7 separate regions of the Mus musculus genome follow, and all the other regions are linked to region 4. The links are chromatin contacts, called in public HiCAR-type, HiChIP or PLAC-seq and promoter capture Hi-C maps. All regions are on one chromosome and are shown on one strand. The core of a region is the stretch at or near the end of the contact, and the rest is flanking DNA. Distances in the headings are between cores, read along the strand shown. Region 1 overlaps Vrk2 (vaccinia related kinase 2). Region 2 has its middle 46 kb from the start of Vrk2. Region 3 overlaps Vrk2 (vaccinia related kinase 2). Region 4 holds the start of Rel (reticuloendotheliosis oncogene). Region 5 holds the start of Vrk2 (vaccinia related kinase 2). Region 6 holds the start of 5730522E02Rik (RIKEN cDNA 5730522E02 gene). Region 7 holds the start of Fancl (Fanconi anemia, complementation group L).

The links. Promoter capture Hi-C pulls out the DNA fragments that hold promoters and counts their contacts. HiCAR-type assays count read pairs that join an accessible place to other places. HiChIP or PLAC-seq counts read pairs in DNA pulled down with a chosen protein or histone mark. Capture Hi-C pulls out chosen DNA fragments and counts their contacts.
Region 1: a promoter capture Hi-C map of liver shows a contact between it and region 4, with 5 times the contacts expected there. The contact joins the enhancer-like site here to the promoter of Rel in region 4. A contact is called at or near these places in 9 of 39 promoter capture datasets (cranial neural crest, embryonic stem cells, frontonasal cranial neural crest and 5 more) and 2 of 115 datasets of contacts at active chromatin or transcription factors (astrocytes and large pre-B cells).
Region 2: a contact with region 4 is called in an H3K27ac HiChIP or PLAC-seq map of bone marrow-derived dendritic cells, with 9 times the contacts expected there. The contact joins the enhancer-like site here to the promoter of Rel in region 4. A contact is called at or near these places in 4 of 39 promoter capture datasets (the C10 cell line, cranial neural crest, hippocampal neurons and 1 more) and 1 of 115 datasets of contacts at active chromatin or transcription factors (bone marrow-derived dendritic cells).
Region 3: a contact with region 4 is called in a promoter capture Hi-C map of 3T3-L1-derived adipocytes, with 7 times the contacts expected there. The contact joins the enhancer-like site here to the promoter of Rel in region 4. A contact is called at or near these places in 9 of 39 promoter capture datasets (the 3T3-L1 cell line, 3T3-L1-derived adipocytes, cranial neural crest and 5 more).
Region 5: a promoter capture Hi-C map of pre-B cells shows a contact between it and region 4. The contact joins the promoter of Vrk2 here to the promoter of Rel in region 4. A contact is called at or near these places in 10 of 39 promoter capture datasets (the 3T3-L1 cell line, the C10 cell line, cranial neural crest and 6 more), 3 of 115 datasets of contacts at active chromatin or transcription factors (astrocytes, bone marrow-derived dendritic cells and large pre-B cells) and 3 of 9 other capture datasets (adipose tissue, liver and macrophages).
Region 6: a HiCAR-type map of astrocytes shows a contact between it and region 4, with 8 times the contacts expected there. The contact joins the promoter of 5730522E02Rik here to the promoter of Rel in region 4. A contact is called at or near these places in 8 of 39 promoter capture datasets (cranial neural crest, frontonasal cranial neural crest, hippocampal neurons and 4 more) and 2 of 115 datasets of contacts at active chromatin or transcription factors (astrocytes and large pre-B cells).
Region 7: a contact with region 4 is called in a promoter capture Hi-C map of adipose tissue, with 4 times the contacts expected there. The contact joins the promoter of Fancl here to the promoter of Rel in region 4. A contact is called at or near these places in 6 of 39 promoter capture datasets (3T3-L1-derived adipocytes, cranial neural crest, frontonasal cranial neural crest and 3 more), 3 of 115 datasets of contacts at active chromatin or transcription factors (astrocytes, extraembryonic endoderm stem cells and large pre-B cells) and 1 of 9 other capture datasets (adipose tissue).

What each region holds. Positions count from the first base shown.
Region 1 is chr11:26,570,707-26,574,598 of GRCm38.p6, reverse strand. The region is part of intron 2 of Vrk2 (vaccinia related kinase 2); the gene reads left to right. Among named protein-coding and RNA genes, the nearest start is that of Vrk2, 21 kb to the left of the region's middle. Within about 2 kb of position 1,663, at least 3 of the 459 cell types and tissues checked have an H3K27ac peak or open chromatin away from gene starts, as enhancers often do. A contact at or near this core is called in liver, where this site is marked.
Region 2 is chr11:26,638,193-26,642,095 of GRCm38.p6, reverse strand. No RefSeq gene overlaps it. Among named protein-coding and RNA genes, the nearest start is that of Vrk2, 46 kb to the right of the region's middle. Within about 2 kb of position 1,620, at least 85 of the 459 cell types and tissues checked have an H3K27ac peak or open chromatin away from gene starts, as enhancers often do. A contact at or near this core is called in bone marrow-derived dendritic cells and pre-B cells, where this site is marked.
Region 3 is chr11:26,488,500-26,492,216 of GRCm38.p6, reverse strand. It overlaps Vrk2 (vaccinia related kinase 2), which reads left to right. Exons shown (of 13, transcript NM_027260.3): 9 at 2,324-2,444. Among named protein-coding and RNA genes, the nearest start is that of Fancl, 100 kb to the right of the region's middle. RefSeq lists an enhancer at 484-3,129. Within about 2 kb of position 2,381, at least 52 of the 459 cell types and tissues checked have an H3K27ac peak or open chromatin away from gene starts, as enhancers often do. A contact at or near this core is called in 3T3-L1-derived adipocytes and hippocampal neurons, where this site is marked.
Region 4 is chr11:23,768,915-23,772,969 of GRCm38.p6, reverse strand. It overlaps Rel (reticuloendotheliosis oncogene), which reads left to right and starts at 2,001. Exons shown (of 10, transcript NM_009044.3): 1 at 2,001-2,290. The coding sequence starts at 2,281.
Region 5 is chr11:26,591,599-26,595,684 of GRCm38.p6, reverse strand. It overlaps Vrk2 (vaccinia related kinase 2), which reads left to right and starts at 1,765. Exons shown (of 13, transcript NM_027260.3): 1 at 1,765-2,095; 2 at 3,958-4,086. The coding sequence starts at 3,963.
Region 6 is chr11:26,208,429-26,212,427 of GRCm38.p6, reverse strand. It overlaps 5730522E02Rik (RIKEN cDNA 5730522E02 gene), which reads left to right and starts at 1,852. Exons shown (of 6, transcript NR_027973.1): 1 at 1,852-1,937.
Region 7 is chr11:26,385,393-26,389,282 of GRCm38.p6, reverse strand. It overlaps Fancl (Fanconi anemia, complementation group L), which reads right to left and starts at 2,199. Exons shown (of 14, transcript NM_025923.3): 1 at 1,973-2,199. The coding sequence starts at 2,068.

The DNA.
Region 1 (3,892 bases), core at 414-2,913, 2.8 Mb before region 4:
TGGACGCTGCTATGCTTCCTGCCATGATTGTTAATGGAGTGAACCTCTGAACCTGTAACCCAGCCCCAATTAAATGTTACTCCTTATAAGAGTTGTCTTAGTCATGGTAACTCTTCTTAGGAATTGTCTTAGGGTTTTACTGCTGTGAACAGACAGCATTACCCAGGCAAGTCTTATAAAGGATAACATTTACTTCAGGCTGGACTACAGGTTCAGAGGTTCAGTCCAGTATCATCAAGGTCGGAACATAGCAACATCCAGGCAGGCGTAGTGCAGGAGAAGCTGAGAGTTCTACATCTTCATCTAAAGGTTGCTAGCAAAGTACTAACTTCCAGGCAGCAAGGGTGAGGGTCTTAAACCTATACCCACATCCACAGTGGCAGACCTATTTCTCCTAATAGTGCCACTCCCTGGGCCAAACATATACAAACGATCACAGAAATGGAACCCCTAACTAAAATAAAGGAAATATTCCAAAGTTCCTTGAGAAATAAGTGGGATATATGCCTTTTGCATGGTTTTCCTGTGGAGACTGAACAATGTCTATTTATCCTAGGAAGAACATCAACAATAGACCAAGCCTAGTATATTGATGGGTTTATCAGTTATAGGAAGGAGCATGTATGACTCCACTCCCTCTTAAATTTTTGATTTTCTCTTCTGTAATTATTACTGTTTTACATGAATGCACACGCATGCACATGTGTGCACGTACACACACACACACACACACACACACACACACACACACACAAGCACACCTGAGTTCATTACTATTGCTCACATGTGTATGTGAGCTGGCTGCTTGTGATTGGATAACCTCATCCCCGGAGAGCTGATCCCTCAGCATCCATTGGCTGTAGCTCTTTATCTTGGTTGGTGCCTTATGAAATGTCCCACCATCCATGTTGGCATATCAACTGGTGTAGTCATTATATAGGTCTCAACCATATTGTTGAGCTTTTATGGGTGCAGATTCCCTGACATATCTAGAAGACACTGTCTCATAGTAGCCATCCTAGCTGGTCCTTTGCCTCTTGTAGCCTTTCTATGATGTTCCTTGAACCTTAAGGATATTTATGTGAGCCCTCTGATATGATGAGAGCCAGTCTTAAGAGAGGAGACTCAATTCTACTTGATTTCTCCAATTTTTATGTTTGAATTATGTGATATTTTAGCAATCAGGTCATACCTTCAAGTTCATCAAGGGCAATGGCTGTTTGCAAGGGGTGCAGTAAAGAATCCACCACTCTTGGATTAGGGAGAAGGTTGGTATTTGGATAAGAGAGGGACAATATCCAGAGGCATCTGAGAGAGCCCAGAAAACAGAGAAAAAGAAGCAGACTGGGTGTAGCCAGCCTTAGGGAAGCAGTGGAAGTGAAGGAAATAGCAAGTGAGAATAGCAGGAGTAGCCCTGTGGAAACTTTCCCATGATAAAGGGAGCCTCCATTCTGGAGGTGCCTGCGGGCTAACTTAGTGGTGAAGGGCCAAGAGGCTGGTGTAGGCTTTGAAATATATAACAAGTACACATGAATGGGGACTAAGGGAGCCTGGAGGCCAGCATGGCTTTAATATGTAACCACAGGCATAAGTCAGTGGAGAGCCCTCTGTCCCTTCTGCCAGAGGCAGAGAATGACTTCTTTTGTGGACAGGAACCTAATCTGTTTCATAAGTTCCTAAGCAATGCTGACTTTGATCTAACCAGGAGAAACTATTGTTGGACTCTAGTCTGTCCAATTTGAGCTCATTTCGGCGCACTGCCAGAGACAAAATACTGGCAACAACCTATGTTGTTTCAAGATCTCTTAAACTTCCTTGACCAGAAATGTCCCTTGCTGGACACTGGTTTTGAATTTTAAGAGCACATTGTATATTTTATTATGTCTTTTGACAAATGTATGCTTTCCAAATAGTTTTCTCTCAAACTGTTGAGTTTTTTAAAAATTCTATTTACAGTGTCTTTTACAAAACAACAAAAAAAATTAAGTTGTTTTTTTTAGTTTTCCTTCATTGATTATAGTTTGTTGTTGATTCTGAAATCCATTTTACCTCAGTTTTCACTGTTATCTTCTGTAAGTTTTATTATTCTTTTGTACTGCACATTTATATCTGCTGCCACCCTTTCCTTCTTTTTATATTTGCCTCTTTTATTCTTTTCTCCTACGACCATTCCACCAGCCTGGCCTCAGGATCCTCCTGCCTCAATCTCTTAATAGACCTTGAGCTAATTTTCACATAGAGTTTGTGTCTGTATTAATTTTTATCTGAATGTCTAATATTTTGATGGGGATGTTTGCAGCAATATCACTACACTCATGATTTCTTTTTCCATTAATGTATTGATGTAGTTAAGTATTAAACCAAAGCAAATTTCATAGATTATGCTAGGAACGGTTCCTTTATATTTATTTCTAATAGACATTTTAAACTATCGCTATGATTTCTTACTTAAGTGTTTATGGAAATCTCCAGTTAACCCAGCTGGGCCAGGCAGGGTTAGGCTTGGTTCACTGCATTTTGGAAGGCTAATGTGTGTGTGTGTGTGTGTGTGTGTGTGTGTTTTCAGACTTTGGTAGATTTCTTCAGTCAACTAGCAGGCCCTTTGGTTTGAGGTTCTGCCACATTGTATGTAACATTCTGTTGTTGGCTTTACAGACTAATAGTAACATGTTCGTCTTAGTTCCTGTGGTTGAGATACTAGCACAATGTTTTTTCTATCTAGCTTTGGTCAGCCTAGCTTAGAGATTTTCTCAAGTTATTCTTTTCATGAACTAGCTTTTGTGATTTGTTTATTTTCTCAGATTTCTATTTTTGATGTAACTGATTTTATGCTCAAACTGGTATCTTCTTGATTTAGGTGACCTGTATTACTCTCCTTCAAATTTTTTTCTCTTTCCTGTGTGTATCTGTGTATGTGTATGCGTATGCATGTATGCATGTATGCATGTATGCTTGCACACTCAAGGCACACGTGCCATGGTGTGAACTTTGTGGAGATCATAGGACAACTTGCAGAACTTGCTTCCCTCCTTGCACTCAATGGCAAGGGCCTTTTCTTGGTGAGCCATCTTCCTGGGGAACCCTCTTTTTCCTTGGTTAAGGTAAAAGCTTAAAGATGGGGTTTAAAGCTTCTAATCATAAGTATTCAGTGCTATAAATCTTCAGGTTAGCATTCCTTTTGCTGCATCCCATAAACTGCATGGCGTTTGTGTTTGAAATGTTGACCATAAAACCCCAGACCTTCCTCACATTAGGCACTGGCACTGAGATAGACACTCACTCAATATTGGCTTCTCCTTTGTTTTATTTTTGAGACAAAGTCTTGTCATGTTGACTGGCTGGTTTCTGAATGAGATCCAATGATCTTGAGTGCAATGGAGTCTACTTGGCACTTTGGTGCAAAGGTCTCAGAGAATCAGGAAGACCAGCCACAGAACTCTGAGCACCAGCAGCCGGTGACAGGTACCCATCTCACAAGTCCCACAAATCAGTTTAGGCGGCAGAGAAAGGAGAGGTATATAAAGACTAGCTTGGTCAGTTGAGCTCGTATCAGCAGAAGGAGGCTTGGGTAGGTCAGTGAGTAGACTCCTACAGGCTTTGGCTTTAAAAGATTACATTGGGGAAGGGTTGGGGACAGACTCACAACTCTCTGTAACACCAGCTCCAGGGCATCAGGCACCACCTCCTTGCTTCTGTGGGTACCTGCACTCAACTGTACACACACACACACACACACACACACACACACACACACACACACACACACAGAGTTATAAAAAGAAAACGTTTTTAAAAGGTGTTTTTAAAAGGGGAGGGTTGCTCTAGGTGAAGTAAATAGAAGCTTCCACAGGGCTTTAGGCTGTCTGCCTGTGGTTTTCTAGAAACTGGGGTA
Region 2 (3,903 bases), core at 371-2,870, 2.9 Mb before region 4:
AGAGAACAACACAGAAGTTTGCTCCCTTTTTCTACTATGTGAATCCTGAAGGCCAAACTCAGATTATTGATTTGGAAGCAAACATCTTCTGATGTCTTAAAACACATCCTCTCACACCATTGAAACCTACTGTAAAGTTCTAAGCATTAAACTGTAAGACAACAACAATTGTCGTTTTAAAAGTATCTTTGTTCATTCTAAACATTTTTGTTATATTAAAATCTGTTTCTCATCTAATGAATGTTCTGTAGACAAAATTTTGAGAAAAATGTATTGTAATATATTTAATTAATCTTTCATAGTGAGAGAAAGAAATGTCTTTCCATCAAACATTAATTTTGTCTTGGCTATAGATAGAATATTGTAGTCATTTACATTTGAAACTCTTTTACAGGCATTCAAATTGTAGAGAGGCTAATTCAGATGCAAATGTGAAAAGTTTTTGTCTTATAATAAGTTTTTTAAAATATAAATGAAGACCCATATGGTCTTTCACAAAGGTCAAAGTGCTTGCAAAGTATTCCATGATGGTTGGTTTTGTCTATATCCTTCCTCCTTTTGGAATTTATCATGTGGGCATTTAGACTACCTTGCTTGGCTCTGTCACTTGCACATATTTGATCTGGGGACAGCTTCTTGAACTGGGACTCAGTCTCCTCATGCGTAACATTTCCTACTGTGACATAAGTCTATAACTGCAAAGAAAAGATCAATATTCTGTCTAGCACAGAGTATTGACAAACACTAATATTTACTGGTGGTATTTCAGTCACTAGTTTCTTCTGGTGGTAATCTGACTCTGTTCCCAGATTGGTCGTGAACTCCTGAGATTAACATCTTCCCAATTATCTGGTACTAATGTGTTAATGTGTTTGTTACTGTGTCCCAAGAGAACTTCTAATTTCAGTTTCTTCATCACATGTTCTAATTAAAATAAGTTCTACATTTAAATATAATTTTAAAATATCTGAATTGTTGCTTTTTAAAATACTATTTCCTAGATTTTTCTTAGAGAATATAGCATTCAATCCCCATTTCTTGGAGCCTTTTAATTTCCCAAGTAGAGGAATATTCCTTAGAAAGGCTTTGGCCATTCCTTAGAAGATTTTTTTTCCCCCTGGAAAAGACAAATATTTCCCCTTTACCTGTTATTTTTTTTCTATCTGCTCAAATTTACAGGGTAAGTCATTTTTGTATTTGAGATTGTTTGACCAACAATTTTGTGAGTTTTTTGCTAACTTAAAATTATGAACAAAGAAGAAAAGACAGTGTTTCCCTTTTCCACAGCTTGTTTTGCACCTCTGAGCAGCTCAAACGTTACTGGGTACCCCCACTCCACAAGAGGAACTTCTCTGCCCCGTTGGTTTCCTTTCTGTACATGCTCCGCCTTCTTGGGGTTAATCAACAGCTATGGTGACTCATCTCAGCACTGCTTCTTGCTCATTGCACATGTAGTCACTTTTCTTACTGGTGAGTAAAGGGTAAAAAGCATTAAAAGAAAAAATGAAAGTTTGTCCTGGAAATCCCCATGCTCAAGAATAACTATTGAGACCACTGACAGTTCCTATCCAAAACAGCAGTGGCCAGAGAATCGTTCACTGTACCCGCACACTGATATGCCCTTCCCTATTTAAAGTCCTGCAAAACCTCAGCCCCCAGTGCCACAGTGCAGTCTCCACTTCCTCTAAGAGACCGTGGCTGTTCAACTATTTTGTGTAAAAGAACAATTCTGCATCCGTAGACTCCGGTGCCTATCTTTAGTCACTTCTGTCAATCTGATCTAACAGTGGATACTATAAAGTCATTTTGTTTGTATCCTCTGGCAACTCAGGAAATGCAGTGACTACCTTCTGACCACATTTGGATTTTGGAGAAAGGTTAAAATTCTCTTCTCATTTTTTGGATGAACTTAAAAAAAAAATCTTAAGTACCAAGTTGGATCAGTTCAGTCTAACATGCACTCAATTTTATAGAGATACCTCTTTTCAGTTGAGGATTCTTTATGGACATCTGATTTTTAACGTTGTTAAAATTTTCCTTACATTTTATTATAATTGAACTTTTTTTTCTTTTTGTATCAGATATTTTCTTCATTTACATTTCAAATGCTATCCCCAAAGTTCCCTATACTCTCCCACCACCCTGCTCCCAAACCCACCCACTCCTGCTTCCTGGCCCTGGCATTCCCCTATACTGAGGCATATGATCTTCTCAAGACCAAGGGCCTCTCCTCCCACTGATGGCCGAGTAGGTCATCCTCTGCTACATATGCAACTAGAGACACAGCTCTGGGGGGTACTGATTAGTACATATCGTTCCTCCTATAGAGTTGCAGACCCCTTTAGATCCTTGGGTACTTCCTCTAGCTCCTTCATTAGGGGCCCTGTGTTCCATCCAATAGATGACTGTGAGCATCTACTTCCGTATTTGCCAGGAATTGGCATGGACTCACAAAAGAGAGCTGTGTCAAGGTCCTGTCAGCAAAATCTTTCTGGTATATGCAATAGTGTCTGGGTTTTGATAAGCGGATATTAGCCCAGAAACTTAGAATATCCAAGATATAATTTGCAAAACACATGAAAGTCAAGAAGAAGGAAGACCAATGTATGGATACTTCACTCCTTCTTAGAATGGAGAACACAATTGAACTTTTTTTTAAGATTTCTTTATTTATTATATGTAAATACACTATAGCTGTCTTCAGACACTTTTTCTTCTCTCTCCAGCCCTGCTCACTCTGGATCAATGATTTCTTCATTCATTATGTGTAAGTACACTGTAGTTGTCTTCAGACACCCCAGAGGAGGACATCGGATCTCATTATGAGATGGTTGTGAGCAACCATGTGGTTGCTAGGATTTGAACTCAGGACCTCTGGAAGAGCAGTAAGTGCTCTTAATCTCTGAGCCATCTCTCCAGCCCCACAATTGAACTTTTTAATACGTATTTCTTACTTTGTGTGTGTGTGTGTGTGTGTGTGTGTGTGTGTGTGTGTGTGTGTGACTGTCTGTCTGTCTGTCTTTGTGCATGCCATTTGTGTGCAGGTGCCCATGAAAGCCAAAAGAGGGCCAGTGCGTGTGCTGCAAACCAAACTTCACTCCTCAGGAGAAACTGGAAGCACTCTTAACCACTAAGTCATCTCTACAGAACAAGCCACAATTTAATCTCTGACCAACACTTTGGGACATGGGACATATTACATATGCATGTGTAATTATATTGCCATCCTGAACTGGCTAGCCTCCCTCTCCTTTTTTTATGGGAAAGCATTAGCTTTCTAAAGTACTAGCTTCAATATACAGTGAATACTGTTTGAAATATGTGGCTAACTGTATAATGAATCTCTTTGAAAGAAATGCCAGTTACCTGGTTTCTTGTTAATGATAGTAAAGTCTCTAAGACTTAGAAAATCTCATTAAATAATAGATATCTAGGTATTGTAGCTCACGTTTATAAGATCAATACATGGGAAGCTCAGATAGGAGGATTGTTTGAATTTGAGGCTAGCTCAAATTAGAGTTAGAACTTATCTCAAAAATAAATAAATAAATAAAAGAATGAAACAAATAAAAAAGATCATGTGACCTTAAGATGCTACTAGATAATAATATGAAAAAATAAACATGTGGTATCATAATAGAGATGATGTACATGTAGAAAACAATCATTTTTGTATACTAGAATCTATATATTTTTCATTTTTGTCAGTAAATATGCATCAAATATTGTAGTAGCTTACATATGGACATTTAGATTCCAGTATATAATGTAATGTATCCCCACCCCATACCATCCTACCACCTATTTTCTTACACTTTGCCTCTCCATGCATTAGTCTTCTTTGTTGCCCCAATCAGATAATTTCGGTTTTAGGAAAACAAAAGCTTTAAAACCACAAGATTA
Region 3 (3,717 bases), core at 1,132-3,631, 2.7 Mb before region 4:
AACAGGTCAGGAGGTTTTGTCTCTCTTTGACATGCTTCTTAGGCTAGGAACACATGACCATTCCGTGTAACATTATAAAGGTTTCTGTAGCACGGAGAGCACTGGTAAAATATTTGCTTACCCCCAATGAAGGAGCTAGAGAAAGGACCCAAGGAGCTAAAGGGGTCTGCAGCCCTATAGGAGGAACAACAATATGAACTAACCAGTACCCCTCAGAGCTTGTGTCTCTAGCTGCATATGTAGCAGAGGATGGCCTAGTTGGTCATCAATGTGAGGAGAGACCCTTGGTCTTACAAAAATTATATGCCCCAGTAGAAGGGAGTGCCAGGGCCAGGAAGCAGGAGTGGGTGGGTTGGGAAGCAGGGTAGGGGGAGAGTATAGGGTACTTTTGGAGAGGAAACTAGGAAAGGAGATAACATTTGAAATGTAAATAAAGAAAATATCTAATAAAATTTTTTTAAAATGCTTGCTTACCATACTCATTAACGGAGCATATATAGTGAAAGACTGAAAATTTGATAATATATTTAATTAGATAAGACTGAACTATAATAGTGAAGTGAACTTGGCTCTCAAAGGCCTATTTTACATGAAGACCAGTTTATGAAATATTGATTTCAGCTGTGTCCCTCAGCTGGAGGTAGCTAGAGTTCCTGGGAAGTTTCATTCCACATTCATTCATTCACATTGGTTTGTTTTTCTCTCCTCTTGTGTGTAGCCAGTATCTCGCAAACGTGTGTCAGAATATCCTTTTTGAGCAGTAAAGGTTGTGATTAGGAATTCCTGTAATAGAAAAAGAACTTGTGCACACATCTGTACAAATGGAGCCATTCTATTAATGGGAGATTTTTTCACAGAAGAAATCATTGCATAACAGCATGGTAGAGATTGTGTTTCTATTTTAATACTAGAGCCAAATCCTGCATTAAGAAATATTGAAGTCCAACCACAAAACATACAGCACCCATGGGCCTGGCCTTCTACTGGATTGAAGGTCCTTTAATAACTCAGTACTCAAATAGCAGTTAAGATGAGAATGTGTAAGGGTAACCATATGCTGTGCTTTTATAACAATCAGAGTAGCTACAACATATAGCACCTTTAAAACTATGTATGGTGACCTAGAGTAGCTACACATGTGGTGGCACAATTGTTCTTAGTAGATGCTTCTATAAATTAAAGACCTAGTTCACTCAGTGACTTTTTAGAGTTTACTTCATTAAGGACAATGAAATGGAATACCTGTTTACAACAGCTTTAACAGCCACATATTGCTCAGGATATTATATATCCCTGCACAGATGAACATTCAAGTAGTAGAATAAATATAAATACCACCTTATTGTTTTTATAACAGCTTGGAATGCTGATAAAATGACTTTATTTTATAGGCGTGTTAGTCATTAATTCAATGACTTATTACCAAGCGTCAGTTGAATTTAACAAGTCTTAGTTCTCACTGCCTTTTGATATAAGGTACTTGAGAAAAAAAAATATGTCAAAATGAGATGAAATTAGTCCACAGTATTTAAGAGTTTGTTAATTATGATATTTACTGGGATCTGATCATGTTCTTTTACTATGTTTTAATAAAAGCCATCTTACAATAAGTCTCTATTTTACTTCAGAACTTCCTTCTCCACCATACCTCTGGACCACATTCCCCTCATGCTTGCCTCACCTCTGGCTTTCAGATTTAAGACTAGTAGTTTTGTGCAGAGCTTCTCGTATCTGAAGATATGGGAAGCACTTGGGAGCTGTGTGCCCATGGTTGTGGTTCTTCCACAGAACTGCATCTTCTTGGGCCTGGTTTTAAAGACTGCACACTAGATGGCAGTTTTGTCATATTCTTCTGGCTTCAAGTGCAACCACTGGTGTGACAGAATAGGAAAGACCTTCAGTGTTTAGTCTGCACTCAGAGGGTCTCTGCGTGACCGCGGCAAACCCCATGGACTTCCTTGAACATGTGTTAGCAATTTAGCTGCAGACATTTATTTCTTTGTTTTACTGCTTGGCTCTTTGAGAAAGTGTTGGTGCCGGGTTATGGGTTGTCTGGATCATGTCAGAGGCCATGGGATCAAGTTCATATGACAGGCTAGACTAAGGAAAGATGAAGTTGGAGGAGGTGAAGAAACTGACCCTTACTTCAGCAGCCAGTCGCTGCCTGTCTGTGGACCGAGGCCAGAGACCCAGACAGTTAATGTTACTCCAGCTGAGTAAACATGACGCTCTACCCATTTGGCCTTTGCATATTTCGTCAATGGGAGCTCACTCAAAGATTTCTCTATTTCTCACGAGCTTTCTCATCCTCCCCTTTCTGCAGCCCCGTCCAGGAGGAGTGATGTTGAAATCCTTGGTTACTGCATGCTGCACTGGCTCTTCGGGAAGCTTCCTTGGGAAGCAAAGCTGGACGACCCTGTGGCTGTCCAGACTGCTAAAACCAAGTAGGTATTCTCCAACCCCCTGCCCCTTTATGCAGTAGGACCGACAGCAGGGACTAGAAAAGACAGAGAGAATGGCCCCTTGGCACCAGTGAAAATAAACTAATGTCGTCAGCTTGAAAAATACTTTTTAAAAACCAGAATCACGAAGACATAAAAATATCTGTACTTGATAATTTTACAGTGCAGATGTAAAATAAAACATCAGTTTCCAGACAAGCTGTTTTCTGGCACTTAGATCCTATGGTGGTGTGTACAAGATGGACTGTTTGTAAATTAGTGTGGGCCTGGGTATGGAAGCAGTCTGGTTTTGGTGTGATCGGTATCTACTGTGCAGAGGAGCAGGGTGAGGTGGGAGAGGGGGCTTGTGTTTCTCAGGGGAGAACAGCATACCTCATACTCCTGTCTCCAAAAGCATATCTTTTTTCTTTTTTGAAGTAGAAACAAAGAAAACTTTTACATGAGCTGTTTATATGAAACATACTTGCAGCCACATAAATCTTACAAATATAGACTACATTCAAAGTTTATTACCTTGATGCTGTTAGCACAAGGAGGTCAGTTTTAGAACAAAGTGCGTTTTACAAGTCTCTCACTGGTCAGCTGGTCCAAGGTACAGAGTGGGCAGCTTTTCCTCACATTCTAAGGTAAACTGAAATAGTTATCTATGGAGAGATTGCTGTGCACTGGAGTTTTAGGAAAACATATAATAAAAATAGACACCAAGGGCAGCTCAGCCAGATAAGTCAATCTTCAGATGTAAATGTTGTTTTGGACTGGGTCTTACTCTGTAGCCCATGATGGCTTCAACCTCATGATTCCCTTCTCAGCCTCGCAAGTGCTTGGATTAGAGATGCAGCCACCACACTTAGATTCACTGTAGGATCTGTGCCCAAGACAGAAGGTTTGGACTAAAGGCTAGAAATGACAGATCTCTACAAACTGACATGTACAGTTCTTGTGCTTGAAATCTTGAACACCCTAGTCCCTGACACATTTGTGCAAGTTGAGACTCTGACGAGTTCTGTTCATTTCCGTCCTCTTATAACTGGCACCCTCCACACTGCAGCACAGTGAATGCATGGACATCAACACTCCTATAAGCAGTTCTTGTATACACTTTGTGAGCTCAGCTTAGCTAATTTACGTAGTGTACTTTAGTTAAAGGCCAGGATTTTAACCTAACAATCCCTGGCAGGCTTTCTTTTATAAGACTAATAAATGGTTTGTTTTAGTCTTGTATCAGCATGTATATAGAGGATAACATTTTATTAAC
Region 4 (4,055 bases), core at 752-3,251:
AGCTCAAACATGGCCTCTACAGAATGTCCTTCTAGAGAGCCCAGTTGGTTTCTACTACCCCCACTACCTTATTTTCTTTATAGAAATGCAGTGACATCAAGACTTATGCATGCTTGTGTTTTGAGACAGACTCCCTCATAGCTCAGGCTGGCTTTATAAACTCATTATATAGTGGAGGATGACCTAGAACCCCTGCTGGTCCTACCTCCACCTCCCAAATGCTGGGATTACAGACATGCCACCCAGTACTAAAATTACCACGTGTTAGTCTCTGTAAACCCCAATGACAAGCAGCCTTATCAGGTGTACAGTGACACCTTCCCCTAGCACAAGGTCTAAAAATATCCATGAGAATTTCAACCTCCTATTTACTTTTTCTTTGAATAAAGACAGTAAGTAGAAACTATGTCATTCAGATATGGTTGAGTTAAAAGCTGAAGTATGCCTGCATTCATGTGTGTGTGTGTATTGGTGTGTTCAGTGTTTTGTGGCTCATCCTATCTTCAAAGTTATGATTCTGTGGTCTTGACCTCTGGAGCGCTGAACATAGTTCACCCTGCTAATTGTTTTATTTTATTTTATATCTTTGTGACTTGTTTATGATTGTGTTTAACTAAAAACACAACTGCTATTTATACTCTTTGAGAAGACAATTTGGAACTAGCAGATTTTAATTATTTCCTTCACTTTGGGGGAGTTGTATAACAGGATGAATTTTTTATGACAGGATAGTATATATTTTAATTATCCAACCCCCCCCCCCCCACACACACACACACACTTTGGCGTTCTTTGAAGCGCATGTAGAGGTAAGAGGACAACTTTTGGAAGTTGATTCTGTCCTTCCATGGATCAAACTCAATTTGTCAGGCTTGGTAGCAAGCGCAATTATTCTCTAAGCTATCTTGTTGGCCATGCAAGATGATATTCTCTATTTCCCCTCCATTACTTGTTTTAGTCAGTAAATGACTGGAGAACGTAAGAGGTGGAGCCAGATAACCCTGAGTTATTTCTGTTGTTGAGACAGTCCACCTACCTCAGCCTCCCGCGTGCTGGGAGTGCAGTGCGCTAAACGGGGCTGGATAATCTTAAGCTTAAATCGTGCAATTCCTTTCTAGAACTCTAAAGTATGGACAAGCTACTCAGCTTCTCCAAACCCCAATCAACCCTAATACTCGTGTATACAATGACATGCTAATACATCATAGACTAAGAGAACAGGTGCGTATTAGCAACTGAAGGCAAACAAGATTCCGCCTGACCTGTCAAAGCACCAAAGTTCGGTCCAGGCCTCAGGCCGTGGGTATCTCGGCCAATCTCTGGACGTCGTGTACATTTATACAGAATGGGGTTAGCGGCCTCGCAGTGCAGCTGAAAAACTTTGGTAGGTAAAAGACGTAATGTAGATATAGAGGGAAAATAAGGCTGCGGGGGTCCCCGTATGCAAATCTGCGCCTTACTGCCGAACGCGGGCGCTGGCGCTTCCGCACTTCCCCTCCAGAGCACCCGGACAACTCTCTGGCGCGGGGGCGGAGATTTGCATGTGCGAAATCGGGAAGAGGGGGAACCACCGGTCGAAAACCCCGGGCGGGCCTCGGGCGGCCAAGGAGCGCGCCCGGTGCACCGCCCGGCCCGCCTCCGGCCGCTCGGCCAGCATGACGTCACGAACACGCCCCTCGGCTTTAAGCGGCGCTCTCAAGGACTCTGGAGGAGGGGGATTTCTCAGGGACCGACGGCTTCTCACGCGCGGAGTCGTCGCTGCGCGCCCTCACGGAGCTCCCGGCGCGAGCGTGCAGGCTGTGGTGGCTCTGGAGGAAGTAAGCGCACTGGCCCGCGCGGGGTCGCGCGCCCGCCGCGAGGCTCCGCCCCCCGCCCCGGGTAGGCGGTGGCGCGAGTGACGTAAGCAGCGGGAAATCCCCCCCCCTCCCCCCACGTTCCGCCGGGCGGTCCGCCCCGCCCCCTGCCCCTGCCGCGGCATCCTGGCAAGGCGACGCCAGGACACTAGTGACCGGAGCGCGAAGATTCGGGGGTGGGAAGGTGTGAGCCGCAAACCCAGAGGAGCCGGGAAAGAAGAGGAGGCCCGGGGGTGGTCCGAGGACAGGCGTCCCGGCTGCGGAGGCTGCTCAGCCTCCTCACTGGTTGGCTGACTGACGGGCTAGCTGGCTGACTGCCTGCCTGACCGACTGCCTGGCTGACTGACTCACTGACTGACTGACTGGCTGCCTTGCAGCCTCGGGCCGGACGCTGGAAGCTGCAGCGAGCGGCGCGCGGAGCCGAGCCATGGCCTCGAGTGAGTACCGGGGCGAGCACTCGCGGGTCACGGGGAGGAGCTGTCGGGGGCTCCGTTTGGGGTTAGGACGGTCTGCCTTTCAAGTCTTCTCATCTGGCAAATTGTCAGCCGTTTGAAAAGTTGCCCGCTCCGGGGTTTGCGTGTGAAATCAAAGCGGCGCACTGTAATCTGATCTTCTCCTAATAGCCAGAACCTTCGAAATTCCCAACGGTGTGCTTTTAGGATCACAGGGGGTAATCTCAGTAAAGGAGAGCAGAGAAGCCTCGCGTTTAAAGACTCAGTGGTATGGAGACCCAGTTTTACATTTTTGAACAAAAAAGAGGAACCTCCGGACCTCAGACGAGCTTTCTTTTTTTAAGTCCAATCGTGCTAGCGGCTGACACTGGTACAGAATGTGGCGTGGCTGTGAAAGTCCTCAGTGGCGTTTTAATTCGTTCCAAGCGAAAACACTACCCCCGCCCCCACGAGCTAAAGATGTTGCTTGTCTAATTTACCGTGTAGAGACCTCGATCCCTTCAACCCCCAACCCCAAACCTGCACGCGCGTTTTGTTAGCAGCAAGAGGACGAGATTTGATTATACTTTAAAGTAACTGGTAGGGTTGAAAATGTCATCGTTTAATGTCAGTGTTTTATCTGCCACTAGTAAGTTTTGGATCATCTGCTTTGAGGGGGACATTTATAAGAAACAGTTTACAGGACAGGGGAGTTTAGTATGACAGTCGTACTATATGTAAAGCAAGCACTTGAAGCAGCTGAGATGGTGGTGGGAGCTAAAAATGACACCTTCTGTCTGTAGCAGGACGCTGACCCTTATCTTCCCAGTGACCCTCAGTAGAAGGCAGCCGACGTCTGGCAGAGAAGAGGAAGTAGAAAGCTTAGTGAACTCTTTAAGAGTTGAGCAGAACAATATCATAACTCCTGCTGTAAAGGAAACTGGGGTGTTTCACATGACACTTGATTTCAGTTTGTCTGTGGTTTTCATGAGAAAACAAGTGTAGTTTAAAATATTTCAACTTTCTCTTTACCCATTTAAATGAAGCCAGGCTTTCAGATGCTCTAGTAAATTTGTAAATTTAACTCATGTTCTGATTAGAAGCACAAAAAGGCTTTAAGTATTTAATTCATTGGTAATCAGAAAGAGATTTTTGTATGACATTTGTAAAGAGTGGCAAGCTTTGTTAAAACAGTTCTGTCCTTGTCTACCTAATAGAATCTTATTATATAGTGTATGAATGCAATACTTGAATTTTTTTCAACAGAAAAGTCATTTATTAAAGAACTGTAAGACAGATATGATTTTAAAATGTAATACAATTGCAATTTGCCTAAGGACATATATTTTGTGCTGTTATAGAAATGATTCCAAAAGTTAAAGTGGGGAACTTTTTAAAAGAAATGGCAAGTTTTAAGGATTTAGAAGTTGGGTTGGGCTTGCCCAGCTTCTGTGAAGCCCTGGGTTCAGTTCTCAGTACTGTCAGAGAAAAAAAAAAAATCCCAACAAACATAGAAAACAAATCTGCAAGTTGTAGTATCATTATCTTCTTGCTTTTTGATCTTTTATCAAGGGTTGCACTAAATGAGACTACTTAAAATACACCATGTCATTTAAATTGTAATTCTGCTATTTGAAGTTTCTAGGCAAAAATATAGTTTAAAGGAGTCTGGGTACCTTATATCAGTTATAAAGACCAAATAGAGAAAAATTATGAAATAAATTTAAAATTCCCATTCCCTTTGAAATACTAATTTAAAAGCAACAAAACT
Region 5 (4,086 bases), core at 516-3,015, 2.8 Mb before region 4:
GGTCAATGAGCTTCAGTGACTCACTTGTCTCTGTTCCTGTCATATCCACCTTACTCTCTGTACACAGTAACTTCCTATGTAGGAAAGATGACCATAACCTTCAGCTCTTTCCTTGTGTTCCACCTCAAAAGTTTTTGGGTCATAGGCCTGTGCTATGGAGCTGTTTTATATGCTGGGGATTTTTTAAAAATTTTTTATTAGGTATTTTCCTCATTTACATTTCCAATGCTATCCCAAAAGTCCCCCATACCCACCCCCCACTCCCCTACCCACCCACTCCCCCTTTTTGGCCCTGGCATTCCCCTGTACTGGGGCATATAAAGTTTGCAAGTCCAATGGGCCTCTCTTTCCAGTGATGGCCAACTAGGCCATCTTTTGATACATATGCAGCTAGAGACAAGAGCTCCGGGGTACTGGTTAGTTCATAATGTTGTTCCACCTATAGGGTTGCAGTTCCCTTTAGCTCCTTGGGTGCTTTCTCTAGCTCCTCCATTGGGGACCCTGGGATCCATTCAATAGCTGACTGTGATGCTGGGGATTTTATTGAGGGCTTCCTACAGGTCAGAGGGACACTACCGATAAAGCTACACCCCTGTCTACAAAATTCATTTTAAAAATGTTTTTATACCCAAATCATGCCGTTCTTTTAAGAAATAGTCTCATGCTGTTTACCATTTTTGGAGTTTGGTAAAATCCTATTTCCTTATTACACCAAATTTAGCAAATAGAATTAATACCATCAGGCAAGAATAAAGCTACTACCATGATATTTGAGTCACTCTTGAATCAAGCTTTATTAAATACTGGCCAGGAATGATGGACACAGGCCAAGTCTACACCAGGAATTCCAGAGTATGGCACCATATTGCATTTGTCAGGGGCTTATGAAGGCAAATCCCACAAGGGTATGCACTTTCTGCCTTTGTGGAATCAAGGGCAAACATTCTTCCTGCCCATTTACTTCCCACCTACATGTGACTAAGCAGATCTTGTGCAGTTTGGGCAAGCTTGTTATCTTTCTTGAACAACAGCCTCCAGCATTCCTAGAAGTTACCTTGAGCAAGTGGGACTTACAAATTAGAGATTTGTTTGTTTGTTTGTTTGTTTGTTTTATAGGTCTCTCTCTCCTTTTTTTTTTTTTTTTTTTTTTTTTTTTTTTCGAGACAGGGTTTCTCTGTGTAGCCTGGCTGTCCTGGAACTCAGGCTGGCCTCGAACTCAGAAATCCACCTGCCTCTGCCTCCCAAGTGCTGGGATTAAAGGCTTGTGCCACCACTGACAGGCTGTTTTATAGGTCTCTTAAAGTATAGTAACTAAAACTTAAAACATAACTTTAGCCTTCGCAGAGAAAATGGCTGTTTTTCTTTCAGTATTTGCATCTGGACAATTATTGAGTGTTTTTAGGTAAGAAACTAAAGTGCTGTTTGAACAGTCTTTTTTATAAAGATTTGTTTGTTTGCTCTAAAATGTAAGTTGTGTATCCTTAAAGAATTTCTATATACTTAACATATTTCTCTCAGCTGTCATAGTAACCTTAAAACTCAATAACTTATGTTTTCCATTTTACAGATGGGAACGTAGAAATGTAGTAACTTTCGTTTTAAACATTATCCAAGTATTAAATGACAGAACTAGGCCTAGGGCAGTCACTTGCAAGTGACACACCCAGATAGATACAGGCCCTCCCAGTTACAAGGCTGTCTGGGTATGCCTAGAGGCTGGGCGAGCTGTTGGTAAGGATCTGAGCAATTTGAAAGGGGTTGGTACTCAGAACTGGTACAGGAAGGGTTCAGTTCTTCTGTAAGCGCTGGCCCAGTTTACTACCCCCAGGTTAATCTGCAGGCTCTTCAGACAGGCCTTGGCAGGGTCCGGTGCTTGGAAACTCTAACCCTCTCTCTCGGTACCGCCCCTCCACCGCTGCAGCCTCTGCCACTGGGCGGCCTCTGCCACTGGGCGGCCTCCGCCAGACTCTGGGGCTCCCAGGGCTGGCTGCCGGGAGGCGGCCCACAGGCTCGCCCGGCCCCTGGGAGGAGCCCGGAGAGGCCCACCTGGCTGCGAGGCCTTAGGAGACCAGCGCTGTGGGGACTCCGGCGGCAGGTCAGTCTTCCCTCCACCCCGGCTCCGACGCTCAGTGCCCGGCGGGCGGCCGCGGCGTTGTCCCGGCCCGCTGCAGGCCCAGCTTCAGCCCCCGCACCCGGTACCGACTCATCCCGGAAACCGGCCGGCGCTTCTGCACAGCTCCGGACTGCCATCCCCGGGACGGGGTCGCCGCTCAAGGCCGGGAGGGAGCGTTTGAACCGGGCGAGCGTCACCCCGGAAGCACCGAGTCCCCAAACTTTTAGCTGCCCCGCTTAGAAGTTGTTCTAGGAAGACTTGCCAACTTTAGCCAGCAACTTTGGCGCGTGTGTCCAACATACCGCCCTGTTGAGGGAACCCGGTGAATCACAACCTCCTTCAATTCGGTGGCCCAGTTGTTCCTGGTTTAGATTTCCCGCTCTCCTCCGGGCTCTGTTCAGCCCACTGGAGTGGAGTTTCAGCCGCCTCGGAGGCACTGGGTTCAGTAAGCGAAGGAGGGAAAACTACTTAAGCATAGATGGGTAGCTTAAGAGAAACGTTTTGTACCCTGTCAGTATTTTTGAATAATTTTCACGAAAGCATTTGTCCTGGTTAGATTTTGCTGTTGTTATCAACTTGTCTCCATGCAGGGCCATCTGGGAAGAGGGACAAATGTTGAATGTTGAGATTAATGTGAGGCTGTTAGTGGCTGGGGAAGGGTACAGCTTTAAATTCAAAGGTCGCATCTGACCTTTGGTAGTGTCTTACCACCACCAAGCAAAACACCTGCGAATGACTTCCACGAGCAAGGATTTCCATGACAAGCTAACCTGTCCTATCAGGACACTGACTAGTTCAGGCTCTCTGGTTTTCTGACCCTCCCTCTTACCCACTCCCATCAATGTGAGAACAGCTTTGCCTTAGAGATTACAGCTCTACAGATAACAGGAATCCCACATTCCAGAAGAAGGCCACAGAAATTTAATTCAAGTGGCAAAATACCTCCATTAGATTTACTCAGGGGCAGATGCGGATCTGTTGGAGTGATAGATGGGGGAGGGCCCAGGCCAGCAGTGCCACCCTTGGGCCTGGTTTGTTTAAGAAAGCCAAGCTGGTTGATCCAGTTCGGAGCAGGACAAGCTATTGAGCAGGGGGGTCTGCCATGGTGGCTTCAGTACCTGCCTGCAATTGCTGCTTTGAGTTCCTGCCCTGACTCCCCTTTCAGGTGGATTGTAAACTATATGAAGTAATTCCAAAGTTGCTTTACCATGGTTTTGTTTATTTGTTTTTGTTTTTGTTTTAGTCTAGAAATACTAAGAAGACCATGGTTACTTTCACATCTAATTTCAAGCATTTTTTCTAATATTTATTAATTATATATTAATCGCGTTACTCATTTGCTAATTTCTATACAATGATAATTAATTACATTCTATAGTGTTGCTAAATATTAATAAACTCCTACATGAAATTTTGAAGTATTGATTTAAATGAAACACAGTAGATATTTTTAATTTTTAAGAAATTTATTTTTAATTTTTAATTTTGTGTGTGTGTATACAGGTGCCAGTTGAAGAGGTCAAATATATCAGGCCCCAGAGCTCGAGTTACAGAGAGTTATAAGCTGCCATGTGGGCACTGGGAACTGAACCCAGATCATCCTCTACAAGAGTATTGCATATATTATGTATATATTATTACATATATATATACATACATACATACATACACATGTCAGTATCTCTTAGGTTTCAAAGTATCTGAATTTCTAACTTGAATGTTGTGGATGGCTTATCCAGTTGGAATTGACTTCAGGATCCTAATCTTAATTCTGGGAAAGACATTAGGAGAAATGAGTTTCAATGCTAGAGTTTTAACTATTTATCTCATCCATCTGCCAATAGATGTGATGGCACCAAGAAGAAAAGAGAAATATAAGCTTCCGGTTCCACTCCCAGAAGGCAAAATTCTGGATGATATGGAAGGAAACCGGTGGGCACTGGGCAAGATGATCGGCTCTGGAGGGTTTGGAC
Region 6 (3,999 bases), core at 603-3,102, 2.4 Mb before region 4:
ATCCTTCCATGTATATAAAGCATTACCAATATTAAGAATTCTGAGGTTCAAGCATTTTGCATATGACACTGTATTAGTCAGGGTTTCTATTCCTGCACAAACATCATGACCAAGAAACAAGTTGGGGAGGAAAGAGTTTATTCAGCTTACACTTTCCACATTGCTGTTGATCACCAAAGGATGTAGGACTGGAACTCAAGCAGGTCAGGAAGCAGGAGCTGATACATAGGCCATGGAGCGATATTATTTACTGGCTGGCTTCCCCTAGCTTGCTCAGCCTGCTCTCTTATAGAACCAAGACTACCAGCCCAGAGATGGTCCCACTCACAAGGGGCCCTTCCCCCTTGATCACTAGTTGAGAAAATGCCCCACAGCTGGATCTCATGGAGGCATTTCCCCAACGGAAGCTCCTTTCTCTGTGATAACCCCAGCTTATGTCAAGTTGACACTCAAAATTAGCCAGTAGAGAAGCCAAGAGGAGAAACTTCCTTGGGGAAGTGTAAGTGAGCATGTGTTTCATAAAGTTAGATTTAAGGTAGAATTTGGGGAAACACTAAAAACTGTGGTGAGATTGTTAACAACCATCATATGTAGGGGAAAATGATTCCAACTTGGGATGAATCTTTCTGAAAGAATGGATTAACGTAATGCGTGCTGGGGGCTTTCTCCTTTCTTGACAATATGATTTCATCTACTTTTAGTCCAAATGCTTACCTGCCTACTAACTGATCATAGGGTTAGGACATGGAAAGCAACTAACCAAATAAACATTATTTGTTTGTCTTGATTGGATATGGCTCTTGTCCCCATATAATCTGTATGTTATCTGTAAATGTCTGATCCAAACTTATGGGCGATATTTTTGAGTCCTCTATAGAAAAAAAAAGAAACATGGGTAAGGCAGTAACTTTTTGTAATGAGACTGATACAAGAATAACATAAAAGGTGGATTTTACAGCAAGATATGGATAATAATTCGAACACTGAAAGGTTTTGGTCTCAACATTGTAGTATGGATAGAAGTGAGAATGGAAGACTAGCCTTTTCAATGAGGCCATAAGCCTAGACATAAATTTCTTTCAGATTTATTTCCCCAAATTTATTTATTTATTTCCCCAAATCACATCACTCTAAGCCAACTAATGTCTGTATTAACTATAGTCAAAACTAGTATTTAATGCACACTTAACCAGATATGGAACATGGGCTTAAGTTTTTCTTCCCATACTAACATATGTTTCTAAAGTTTTAAACTCATTCTATACTTGGACAATAGTGTCCCAGGCACTAGTACTTTCAGAAATGGCAAGCTGAGCCCTCAAGCTCCTGTGGGACTTCCCATGGTCTAGTTTGAATTTTGTTTTGTTTTGTTTTGGTGGAGTTGAAGTAGCTCCAGAAGGTCACTTGGAGTGACCATATGCCCCTTGGTTCAGCAGTCCTTCCATAGCCTGACAGGACTTATATTTGAGGTTTTCGAAGTAAACGTAGATAGTTCCTGTGGAGTCCATATGTGCCAGAGAACTTGGGTGGCTAAGAATTTGGCGGGAAGAAAGGGGTGAGCAGAGGTACATGTTCTGGCACTTTCCACGGAGGCTACTCTCCTGCGTGGGGGAGGGTGAGAAGCACCCACCCCCACCCCCAGCAAGTACACCTCAGCCGAGATTTGGGGATCGCCTCACCTGTATTTACAAACCCACCACCGCGTTCCCCGCACCGTGCACCCGCAACTTCGCCTTCCACAGCTAGCCGCAGCAGAGCCGAACAGACCGAGAGGGAAAGACAGACAAATCGGCGCGAGCGAGCGCGGGGACCGGGCAGCGGGGAGCGCGAGCGCGGGACGAGCGCGGGTTCAATTAGCGAAACAAAGCAATCATGGCGGAGCGAGCACACCGGGCTGCGCGCCCCGAGGACTCGGCGACCGCCCCGCGCCCTGGCCGGTAAGTGACGCGGCGCCACGCGGCCTCCGCGCTCGCTCCCGCCGCCCGCGCCCCCGCGCCGCCCCCGCCTCCGCCCCGCGCAGCTGGCGCCGCCGCCGCGAGGCCCTGCGACCGCGGGCGCCCTGGGCCCTCCGCCTCCGCAGGGGCTCGCCTGCCCCTGCTGTTCCGCCGTCCCCGCCGCCCCGAGCTGTGGCCCGGAGCCCGCTGAGCGCCGCTGTACGCGCAGGGTGCCTGCACCCCTCGGCTCGCCGCCCCCACGGCGGCCTCCCTCTGGCCTGATCCCCGCCTCCCGTCCCTAATCTGGCCCCCTCGCTTCCCCTATTTCCCTCGCGTCCCCCAAACTGGCCTCGGGCCTGAGTGGGTGCAAGCAGTCACCGCCCACTGGCCAACCAAAGAAGGACTCTGCACCCTCGCCTCTGTGGCCCCAGGGTTCACTTTTCCAACCAAGGGACATAACTCTTGCTCCTGCCCAGGCTCTTAGGCTAGTGTCTTTGTGAGGAGGTTGGTGCAGCCCTTTTAGAAGATAGGAAAACAAAGGCGACAGGTAGGGAAACATACAAGGCGCTGTCACCAACAACGGAGAGGCTCTCTGTTCTCAGAAAAGAGGGTTTTCTTTAAGGAATCCTTCAAGCACCGTGCGTATAGCTGACATATCTCCTGTTTAGAGATAAAAAGCAATCCTTGGGTCTGTCAAGCTCTCAATTTTCCTGTCCACAGACCCCATTTAATGTTTAGTGGGTCCAGTTGTTTGCCTTTTTCCTTTTACTTGTTCAGCCTTTTCGGGACCTTAGTTAATCCTGTGCCTATCTCTGTCCTGTTTGGGGGAGAAATGACAGCGGATGGTGTCTGCTGGGCAGAGAAGGGCATCTGTTTGCTTCTATGTGTCTTTTGAGTCTGACATCTCACTGCTGACAGGTTACTCTGCAGATTATGGAACAGTGAATTGCTTTATCATCCAGAAAGAAAATGCTGATGACGTTAAAATAGTCTTGTATTGTTATTGCAATTGCATATAGTTTTTTTTTTTTTTTAACAAATAAGATCCAATGGAATTAATCATTTATTTTTGCTGGGGATTGAACCCAGGGCCTTGTGCATACTACTCAAGTGCTCCTCCACCCCTGAGCTATACTCCAAGCCATAAAGTGTCTAATCATAATTTTTATTACACTTCTTGCTGGCCCATCTGGAATAAGACATAGTCTAATCCCCCCCCCCTTTTCTCTTGAAGGTGGCAAAAATTCTAATTGATACTCATTTAATAGATTAACTTGCAAAAATCATATAAAGGTTGAACAAAGCAACCATGCATGCTTCAGCCAAAGTCAGTTCTTTTTTGATAAAGCAAGATTTACTTCCCAGTGGTTCATTGACACTCAATCCTTCACCTTACCGTGTTGCTTCTCAGGTCCTTTTTTTTGGGGGGGGGGTGGTGTCTGGAGGGTGGCAATGGAAATTTCCAAAACTAAGATTTACTTTCTCAATGGGACAGGAACTGACCGGTGACAAACCTTTGTTAACTCAGCCCAGGACTTGCTGGAGATGGCAGCTCAGTGAAGACTGTTCATGTTTATTTTTCACAGTTGTGTGGACATAAGAAAAACAAAGCTGGTGCTTCATACGGAGCTACTACCAGATACTTCCCACACTAGTTAGCTCGAGATTCCATTACTCAGTAGCCCTGAACTCCTTCTCACAAATGGATTTTATGTTGACTTCCTGCTCATACCGTGTCAGAGATCATCAACCTGGGAAGAAGTGCTTTGGCTTCTAAAGTGATGTTAGTGGAGGCAAAAAGATCAGCCTTGGGATTATAGATCTTGCTGACCCATTAAGGGTCAGTAAATTAGTAGACTACTTGAGTTGACACTTCTGATCTCAACTTAATGGGTTGATTAACTTATGACTCTATCTTCATTATGGGCTATTAGCACATTGCTAAACTGGATCTTGGACTTAGGAATTGTTTTTAAGTTTATGTTTTTGCTCTCAAGGTTAATCAATATTCATTATGGTTTTAGTTTTTTATTTTTTTTAACCAAAAGGTTAGCTAGATCCTTCT
Region 7 (3,890 bases), core at 950-3,449, 2.6 Mb before region 4:
GCCCCTGACTCTGCTGCCAGCCTGTGGATCCTGTTCCCTTAACTGAGTTGCCTTGTCTGATGTCAGTGGGAGACAATGTGTCTAGTCCTGCAATGGCTTCAGGTAGGTGCCGGGTGGGCTGGTTCCTGGGCAGAAGGGAGCAGCTCCCCTCCTCAGAGGAGAAGAGGAGGGGGGGGGGCTATGGGGGGGATGGGGAGAGTAATCAGGATGTAAAGTAAGTGAAGAAATAAATAAATAAATAAATAAATGGGAAAAATGGAACTAAAATGAATGAATGAATGAATGAATGAATGAATATGCAGTATATAAGTGAATGTGTAATGGCCCAAAGAACCTCACCGAAAAGTACTCGTTAATTTCAAAAGAAGATCTGGCAGAAGCCACACTAACCTAGTAACTGGCATTATTAATATCAACACTGGGAGTAGTTGACTTCATGTGCCTTGAAGGGAACACAGGACAGTTTCTGGGATGCCCCTGCCCAAACACATTCCCAGAATTCAATGGTGAGAAAATATCAAACCTAATAAGCTTAACTCTTAAAAATAAAATTCAAGTTAATAAAAACACAGACTAAGAACTGCTCCAAAAGAAGAGATAAGATAATTAAATACTCCATGAAATTTTACACCGCATAGCAGTTGTAGTAACTGTACTGAGGTTAGGTTTGAGTGGACCCTTGTTTTATGAAATGAGTGCTAAATTATTTAGAGATAAAACAGCAAGAAACGTATCTATGATTTAATCTCAAAGGGTAAGGTAAGTGTGTGCACAGGACCAACCACAATCACACTCAGGATAAAATCAGTTGTGCTGGATAGCTTTTAGACAGTGCTTAAGACTCAAAGGCATGCTTAAGGAATAAAAAATTAGAAATTACCTACATCGAAGGCTAACGTATTTCCGGTCTAATCTTATGGCTATAATTGTTTTCTAAAGTGCTATTGGAGATACAGACAAGTGATGTGAAACACTTGTTTCTGCCTGTCCTGTGCAACACTTGCCTGGCATGTGAATGGCTGCAGGTTCAATTCCCAGAACAGATGTGCACATGCATGCGCACAAATTCATTCTCTCTCTCTCTCTCTCTCTCTCTCTCTCTCTCTCTCTCTCTCACGTTTCTGAATGTTTCTGTAAATGTGAAAAACATTTTAACTGGATATTTCAACAGTTAAGCAAAAGGTGGCTAACTCATTTCCATCTATAATAAATTTTAGCCATTCTTTAAAGGTTCACATGGTTTGAAAATCCCTAAGGAAGTCCATGCTTCCTGTGTGTATATTTATCACAGAGAATTTTCTTAACTCCCAGGAATGTTTAGGGACAAGTGTTACTATTTAGAAAATCTGGTATCTGCTCAGCATTCTAGAGGTTGTTGCTTCAACACACGTGGAAATTAATGACTCCTGTCATTAAAGGGCAAGTTACACGTAGCTGAGTTTAATATTCAGAGGAAAAGTCCATAGTCAAAATCTTAAATTAAGGTAATTTGTTGTACCATGGGGGGGGGGGGGGGGGGGCCCGCTGGGGTGAGATTTTCTAAACAGTAAGAGTTTCAGAGGTAACTGACACCATCATAGTCAAGGTAGTCTCTCTAGATTTCCCAGGATCTGATTTCAACTATAAAATAATGGGGTTTGGATTTTTCTGTTTGTGTAGGTTCGGCTTAATAGTGGACCCTGAGTGCTCTATAAATCAAAATCGTAAGTGTAGTAACACACCGCCGTGATGAACTCTGGTTAAGACCTACAGAACTGCACCTCCCTCTTCCACCACCAGCCAGGCACCGGCGAGCCGCCCCGCCCACCCTGTGTCGCGCGGCGTCGCCACCTAGCGACCGCGCATGCGCAGAGTATCGGCGCTACTTCTCCAGGCTCTGCTACACTCTCCCAGCCAGGCAGCCGGAGACGCCGCGGTCAGGCTTTGCCACGAGTGACAGGCTCTCGCGCGACAGAACGACCCCTCAGGGTACCTGAGCCGAAATGAATCCCTCATACACAGTTTTCTCCCGGTTCTGAGGAAGTAGCAGCGGGAAATGGCGCAACAGGCTTGCTTCTGCTTCGTCCATGGCGCACAGGAATGGCCGCCGCACATGCGCAGTCTGCAAAGGGACGGGGCGGAAACCCGCTTCGGCGGGAAAAACTAACTGGTGGGTACGCTGCCCTGACCTGGACAATGAACTGGGCCAACTGGTCTGCTTAGTAGCAGGAGAAAGCAGGAGAAAGGAAGATCACTCACAAGTCCACAGGCCTGACGGTTCAGGATTATTCTGACCTTGACTGTCAAAAAATAAAACTAGCAAAATCCTCTTGTTGATTTCATTGAAGACTGATGCAACTCCAAAGCTGACTTTCCTACTTTGACAGGGCATTTACAGTGTGCCCATAGCATACTGTTTTTACCCTGAACCTGCCCCATCACCTCTCCTGTTCTTGCGTTTGCTCTGGACTAGATCTCCTGTATACTCCCAGTATACCCTTCAACCAAATGCATATGTAAATAAATTGTACATTCAATACATCATGTATATTGTATGCTGATTCAGTGTTGTACTGTTTTTAATTAGATATATTTAAAGGAAGCCCATAGAAATTGTGAGAGATTCAATTTATTCTTGAGGTGGTAGACTGACAAAATTTCCTATACATTCTGGTAACTTAGAAATGGTTACTCATTCACTCATTTCTAAATATAGATTTAAGAAAACGTGGGGGGAGGGGGTGTTGATTGTGTAAGAAACTTGTTAATAGTTACCATATGATAATTTGGCATTAGAATAAGTCACTTTTGATTCTACTATTTTTAAGATCACTGTAATATGTTAGTAAGTAAGATTGTGCAAAGATGAATAAGATATTCTTCCTATTCTTATTGCCCTCATTGAAGATTGGATTTTAAAAGATTAATAGATTGGCAGAATTTGTCACAATATTCTGAATGCTTGAAGAACACAAGAATGTTGTACTTGTTACACTAAGACTGTGGTTCGCAACCTTCTTAGTGACCCCCCCCAACCATAAAATTATGTTGTTGCTTCTTTGTAACCGTAATTTTGCTACTGTTATGAATCACAATTTAAGTGTTTTTGGAGAACCAGTATGATAAGACTTTCTCAAAATGTGACTCAGATTGCAGTGTTGTCAGCACTAAAAAAAAAAAAAAAAAAAAAAGGTACACAACTTTATACAAGTGTTACAGCTCTGAGGAGAAAGGTTTCCCCAATGCAAGTGTTGCAACTCTGAGGAGAAAGGTATCCTGGCAGTCTGGAGCCAAAGAATATTACACAATCCCACAATACAACAGACCTCACACAAGAAGATTATTAGAAAAAATACAGGAGGATGGCTGCATCTGCTTGGGGAAAAAGCAGCAAAGAACTAAGCTAGAAACAGGCTTTACACAGGGATTCTTTGGGAGTTTTTCAGGGTGGGGATTGGTGGGACTCCAAGTTTGAGTTTTAGGCTATCTCAGGGATTGGTGGGTTTTCAAGCAAAGGGATTGGTAAGTGAGCTAGGACACTTTTTTTTACCATACAATTAAGGAAACAAAAGTTTACCACTGAGGGATTCGGGGCATACAACCTTGGCATTTGAATAAACAACAAAACCTAGATCAATCCAATCACCTCTGGCCCCCCACAGCAGCTCCTGAAATACTCACTTCAGATTGCCTTCTTTATGCCTGGAATAAACAACTCTCCCTGACTCTGAAGAGGCAAGGACAGGGAAAAGAAGCTACATATGAATTGCTAAAATTGCCCCAGTTTGTAACTATTAGATCATACCTCCTTAGTATAGTCATACTGTCTTATTAAAAAAAAAAAAAAAAAAAAAAAAAGGTTTCTATGTTGCATTGAATCTCAGTTTGTTAGTTTTATATGCCATAGAAAT